Linked DNA regions of Mus musculus: region 1 is linked to region 2. The links are chromatin contacts, called in public Hi-C maps. All regions are on one chromosome and are shown on one strand. The core of a region is the stretch at or near the end of the contact, and the rest is flanking DNA. Distances in the headings are between cores, read along the strand shown.

Region 1 (3,338 bases), core at 510-3,009, 75 kb before region 2:
TTTGTTTAAATGTTCTGACCGACTGTGTTCCTGTTTGTGGGTGGGTGGGTGGGAGGGTGCGCGAAGCCCGAAGCCGAATCCGCTATGAATGTGTGAGGGAGTGATGGGTCGCTCCAGTCAAGAATAAACACTCCGGCTGAGAGTGAAAACAAACCTGACTCTGAAGCACACTTCCTGGAACTAAATGTTCACAGAGCCGGTGATGAATTTGACCTCAATGGCTTCATCCAATTCAGCATTCACTGCTTCCAAATTGGAGTTGAGAAACTGTAAACACTTGGCCGGGGTTGTTTGTTTTATTTTGTTGTTGTTGTTGTTGTTGTTCTGTTTTGTTTCCTAACATCCTCTAAAAAGCAAAAGCAAACCTTTGCTCAATTTTAACCTTGGAATCTCCTGCTCATTCATGCCTTCTTTCTTTCTTTCTTTCTTTCTTTCTTTCCTTTTTTTTTTTTTTTTTTTTTTTTTTTTTTTTTTTTTTTAGCTAGAAGGGAAGAAAGCAAAACCAACCTTCTCTTCATTTCTTCTTATTTATCAGAGCTTACAAATGCTGCCGTGGCTCTTTTTAAGTGTGGAAATTCTCATTTTTTTTTTTTCTGCAGCATTTCAGTCTCACACAGAATCCTTGGGGATATGGCAAGGAGCTAACCAACTGCACATGGGAAATGAGACTGGGTCTTGGCTGGAAAAGCTGCAGCCTTGGCTAATTTTCCACTGAGAGCAGAAGTCACGAGTGACTTTGTTGTTGTTGTTGTTGTTGTTGTTTCTAGCGTAATGACTTCAGCTTGTCACCGAGTGGTGGTAGGATCAAATTTAGACCTATGAACCTCCTAGAGCGTCCCACAAAATTTAATTTGACTTCTCTCCATAAACATTTTCACTGTTTTCAAGTGCGTCATAAACAGGTTAAAGTTTAAAGAAAAAAGCCCACATCCAGACAGAATTATAAAAGGCTACTGTCTACAGATGAGAAATAGCCCTGTTAGACCCACCAGCAGGTTACGTAATGTGTGCTGTAGACCACCAGGGGCTGATCTGAAAACACTAATACCTTTTTCACGGAACCATTAGCTAGAGTCAAACACAGTGTCAGCGTGAAAAGATAGAAGGTTGACCCAACTGCCTGTATTTGTGAGCCTTTGTTTTCCTTCTTGGCACTCAAAGCAGACATCAGCGTGTAATTTTATGATTTAAATATGTTACCTGATATACTGTTTTCTCATCTCTTTGAGCATAGATGCATTATTTTGTGATACTATCTAAAGCTGACTTGTCAGTGAACACTAAAGCTCTCAAGAGAGATGTGATTTAAAGCTAAGAAGAAGCAGTTAGCAGTCATTTGTTCTGTTCTTACATTTTGAGATCACATTAATGGATTTATTCTGAAATGTAAATCTTAAAAGCAGTATCTGCCTCCAATCTTGAAGCGTAGATCTGGAACTCACGGAGTGAGTGTGCCTAAGTTTCCGGCCTTGAGCGACCAGTCATCATATAAAACCTATTCTACATTGTAGCTATTTGCTAGGCCTCTATGTGGCCCAGTATTATTTGCCCTGTGGCTCTCAAACAAAGCCAGCCCAAACCATTCAGGACTGCAGCTGAGCAGTAAAGCCGTGTCAGCGGCCCCCAGTCAGACACCACAAGAAGGATCATGTGATTATGTAGTCCAAAAATTAAGTTTCGTGTTCTTAATTGGTGCCATATCCTGTCTAAGGTCCGCGGTGCCTAAATCAAAGGGACACAGGAACCTGCACGAGAGAAAAAAAAAATCAGCTCCTTTCATCCCCTGGCTCAAAGGTTCTTCCCCTCAGCACTAATTTTGGTTTGAACACTTTCAGGCAAAGACAACAGGAAACAGTAAACATGGCAACACCGTGAAAGTAATTTGTGAATGTATTCTTTCTCTTCGTGTTCAAAGGGTGAGCTCTACAGGCATCAGAGGAAACCGCTGTACCATTAAACTCGGGGCTGACGAAAACAGCCACCCCTCCAGCAGAAATGGGGACCCCCATCTTCATTTCATAAATCTTCCCCAAATATGCCAAAGCCAGGAACTGACTGTCTGTCACATCAATGGCCCAAAGCCTGGGTGCGTCAGCGCAGTGTGTTCAAAGGGGATCGAGAGTATCTATCTGGCAACAACTTTGGGAGCAGGGAGGCAATTATAACTGACATCCAGATGTCTGGCGGGGTGGATGCTACTACCCTGTAAGAGTGCCCATGGCCTGGAGACATTTACAACTGAGCAGTGAGTCCAAGACGTGACAGACAGATCGATGATGGTATCATCAGCGTGAACCAAAAAAGTTGCCTGGACTGATAAAGACTTCAGATGTCAGGATTTGCAACAAAGTTCCTTCTCTCCACCTCCTCCATCAGCCGCCCCGCCCCGCCTCCTCACCAGCAAGCTTGTTAGTGGTTGAGGGCCCAGCAGGAAATGTTTTGACACCCAGTGCCAAACATCAATCCATCTCTGGAACCTTAATACGCTTAAGTGTTTAGATTATGGAGGCAAGCGGGGTTCCAACAGAAACCCCCTTGCTGTGGAATATGGAGATGCTATCACTTGACTCTCTACTACCTGCACTGTTCTTCTTTCTTAATCAAAGAGTATCCTAAAAGAAGATATTAAGATTCAAATGTAAAGGAAATTTAATTATGATGAAAGCAACACTCAATATGAAGCTGTATTTCTTTATTTATGAACATTAGGAAATGGAAAGTGTTCTTGCTAAAACATGTGTATATATGTGACTGTATGAAAATATAAGTAAGTAAATGTATGCGAATGTATACAATGTATATAACTTCTTATCCTCTCTAGGCCCACATTCCTTCATTCCTTCATTTTTGCAGCTACCACATTTTCTTGAAATGCTTTTCCTTTGTATTTGACAAGTGTTTGTGATCTGTGAGTTCACAGAAATACCCAGCCAGCCTAGCCTACATATGCATTAGAAATCGGGAAGAAACTCAGCACATGTCTCCTCTGAAACCATTTGAAATTTTAATAAATTCAATTTATAGAATTAGATATTTGTCGAAATAAAACTAGATTTGATGTGTTTAGTCTGTTAGTGAGATTTCATAAGCTTTCTTAGTGCCTGTGAACTATTTCTCAGTTTCTACCAACACCTTTTCAAGTAACTAACATTTATGTTCTCTTAGGCATCTTCTTATAAATGAAGTTTTTAGAGTGGTGCTTAGTCTTAATATTTCAAATACATCTCCTTTTTGTGATATCCCTGTGTAGGGCCTTGTATCTAATAGTTCCAAACCCATTGGAGGTCTCAGATTTCTCTAGGAAATATCATAGCCAGCAGCCCTCTCAAAGTGGCTGC
Region 2 (3,174 bases), core at 6-2,505:
GACTCTGCAAGCAGCTCCTACAAACTGTCCCGTGTCCAGAGCAAGCAAAGCCTGACTCCATAGTGTCCCCTGTTTCAGATTCACACGATGCAAAACACACTGGCCAAATTGATATCACTGCAATTTGCCTGGCAGCCAGCATTTAAATCACCAAGATTGCTGCTCCATGTTTTAGGGTGTCGTTTTCAACCCTGTAGCCAAGAGCTGGGAAGGAACAAGCTAGAAAGAAGGGTCGTTAGCCTGCCTGATGTGCTGGGGCTCTCCTGGCAGGCAACTAATTAGTATTCTACAAAGTATCTGCATATTGCTCAAATAGACATTGTTTGTGTCTTCCCTCAGTGACAGGGGGAAGATTGTTCCATGGAACACCTTAGCTTTTAATATGCACGGTTTGTTAGAAGGAAGGCTCAATTCATATTTCCCTTGGTTTGATGGTAAGTGAACAGCAGTGGCAATATTAATCTGTAGTAACCTGTCAGTGAACTCTACAGCTAATATGATGTAGTTATGATTTTGCCATCAATCAGGACTGAACAGGCTCTGGGCAATCCTTACAGCACAGCCTCAAAAAATCTAATTGTGCAAAAGCTTCATTGGTTTCCAACATTTCTTTTTTATCTGTCACAGGCTTTGGGCCTGGTACACAACCTTTTATTATTGGCCTTATTGCATTAGCTTGTCGGACAAAGACGACAGGGCTAGGGCAGAGGGTTCCCCTGCATTCCATCATTTGTTTGCATGCAGGATTTTATTTGACAGTCCCGTATTGTTTTAGATGTAGATAAAAATTATTAGGACATATGGCATCATATGAACTTTTGAACTGCCAATTGCCTGTGTGTCCTAAAGGACTGGAGGCATTTACAAATTCAGTTCTACCTACAGAGAGAGAGAGAGAGAGAGAGAGAGAGAGAGAGAGAGAGAGAGAGAGAGAGATGCTGTCTGGACTAGCAAATAAGGTGTCCCTGGGGAATTGTATTTTCCAGTCAATGCAATCTCCATGTTCTCCTTGACCAATTTTTATGCAGGGGAGGAGGAGTAAAGTCATTGGGAGATGGAATATTCGCTGTTGAAATGGCTTTTTAGCCAAAATGGAGGGTAGATATTTGTGACAGGATTACGGAAAAATAGTCCACCTTCCTCAGGAAGTGGCACACTCGGGGCGAAGTGGATGGAGCCACATGGCCTCCGTTCTTGTCATGTGCAGATCTTGTCTCTCATGAGTATCTGTGAGGCAGTCAGATTCAGTTCCAGTAACAGCATGTGCGTAAAACGCAAATCCACATCAAAGTAGCCCCAGCCTCTTGAATCTACGGGGTGGAACAGTAAGACTTCAAACATAGAAAAGCATTTAGGAAGACGAACTATTAACTTTATCTACTTAGGCATTTTAATCTTTTGCATCTTAAATGCAATTGGGCTTTTGGACCTGGGAAACTGCCAATCAGCATGTGGGGTAAATGTTTCTATTTTAAAATGTGCATATTCAGAAATGACAGCTGGCCATAAAGTACATATTTATGTTTGTGACTTAATGTATCGCAAACTTTATATTTTATTTCATTTAGCTTCACAAGGAGACCACACTCTTTTTTTTTTCCTCTTCCCTCAAGCATTACATGATTTGTACAACAGTTTGGTGGCAAAAACAAAACAAAACAACTCACAAAACCACATATGAGGACAATGCCTGAGATTTCCAAATCTGAAATACCTTTTAATAAAAAAAATTTAAGGATTATATCCATCGCTTTTATATTGTTCTAACTCATTTAAAAATTCAACTGAAATGTCCCATTCATTAATCAGGAGGAATCTGCACAGAATTACAGCTTCTGTCTTTTGAAGCACTGTGCCCCTGCTTCAAAGGAAACATATTGTGAAGAAGGGCGCATCGGCAGCGCAGCTGAGCATTAACTCTTCACGTACCAGCATGTGCATTGTCCCCCAACCTAATAAAAATAGATGCACAAAATGCGGAAATGGCCCCAGCATCCTGCAATAAACGTGCAGGAACACACTGGAGAATCACTGTGGAGGCCCCAGGAGGAAGGTGACAAAAACAGGATGCTGAATTCGTTGCCCCAGTGGCGGTGGCTTTGAGAGTTCTCTGGCTACCTTGTCATCATCTGAGAGATTTGTTTAAAATGAATTTAAAAAAAAAAGTTGTCTCTACAGCAAGCATCTTTTCGTCTATTTACATTTAAATGACCTTGGTGAAGCCTGTCTGCAAGCATCTTGAGAATTGATGGCTGCCAAAGTGAGCCTTCCTGACATGATGCCTGGCACAGCACCAGCTCAGGTCTGCACAGCATGGGAGTGTGTTGGAGTTTGTCCGAACAAGCTTAGCCCCAAAGTTTTAGTGCTTAAGCAAGCATCAGGTCTGTCAGAAGCAAGCCATGACAGAGGACTTGCATTTGTGAGCAGGTTCAAAGGCTGAAGATGGGCAAAGATCCTCAAACTAGATAACTGCTGAATGGAAAATCGATTTAGACAGTACCCTGGAGTCACACAAATACACCTAGGTAATTGTTAGGAATTAAAAACAAAACCAAGCCAGTTGGTTTTGGTGCACGATTTTAATTCCAGCACCAGGGAGGCAGAAGCAGGCAGATCTATGTGAGTTCCAGGACAGCCCGGTCTACAGAGAGAGTTCCAGGACAGCCAGGGCTACCCCGACAAACCCTGTCTTGAAAAACATACTCAAACAAACAAGTAAATATGACATAACTACAACTGTATGTGATAGCTCGCTCCAGTAATTCTGATAATTAAGAGGCAAAAGTAGAAAGATCAGGGGTTCAAGGCCAGGGCGCTCAGGGCTACTTAGTGAGTTTGAGGCCAACCTGGGCTACCTCTTGAGACCCTTACTTTGAACAGGAACAACAGAGATGTGGGTAGTGCTCATGGAATGTGTGTGTCAAATGAGAGGAGCTGTGAATTTTCTCCCAAAGTGAAAATTGTCAGTCAACAGTAAATGGAAAGTGTTAATTCAACAAAACGTTCTTCCTCCGTGAGCTGGGCAAGCGATAAACAAAATCATTTTATAGATTTTTTTCTATTACTGTAAGTTGAAAATGAATGTTTTTGAAAAGAAACAACACACCAGAGGCAACTGTGTGATGTGATATACACCTGTAGCTCTAGTTACTTGGCAGGCTGAGGCAGGAAGAT

The links. A called contact is a pair of places that touch in the nucleus more often than the background predicts.
Region 1: a contact with region 2 is called in a Hi-C map of the P5424 cell line, with 3 times the contacts expected there. The contact joins two enhancer-like sites. A contact is called at or near these places in 4 of 39 promoter capture datasets (3T3-L1-derived adipocytes, the HPC-7 cell line, HPC-7-derived erythroid cells and 1 more), 28 of 484 Hi-C or Micro-C datasets (the 3T3-L1 cell line, CD4 T cells, the CH12 cell line and 15 more), 5 of 115 datasets of contacts at active chromatin or transcription factors (T-cell acute lymphoblastic leukemia, differentiating embryonic stem cells, embryonic hindbrain and 2 more) and 1 of 9 other capture datasets (embryonic stem cells).

Annotation. Positions count from the first base shown.
Region 1 is chr2:75,146,567-75,149,904 of GRCm38.p6, reverse strand. The region is part of intron 2 of 2600014E21Rik (a long non-coding RNA gene); the gene reads right to left. Among named protein-coding and RNA genes, the nearest start is that of Gm13652, 10 kb to the right of the region's middle. Within about 2 kb of position 1,759, at least 12 of the 459 cell types and tissues checked have an H3K27ac peak or open chromatin away from gene starts, as enhancers often do. A contact at or near this core is called in the P5424 cell line and T-cell acute lymphoblastic leukemia, where this site is marked.
Region 2 is chr2:75,071,467-75,074,640 of GRCm38.p6, reverse strand. The region is part of intron 1 of Gm46748 (a long non-coding RNA gene); the gene reads right to left. Among named protein-coding and RNA genes, the nearest start is that of Gm46748, 11 kb to the right of the region's middle. Within about 2 kb of position 1,255, at least 29 of the 459 cell types and tissues checked have an H3K27ac peak or open chromatin away from gene starts, as enhancers often do. A contact at or near this core is called in the P5424 cell line and T-cell acute lymphoblastic leukemia, where this site is marked.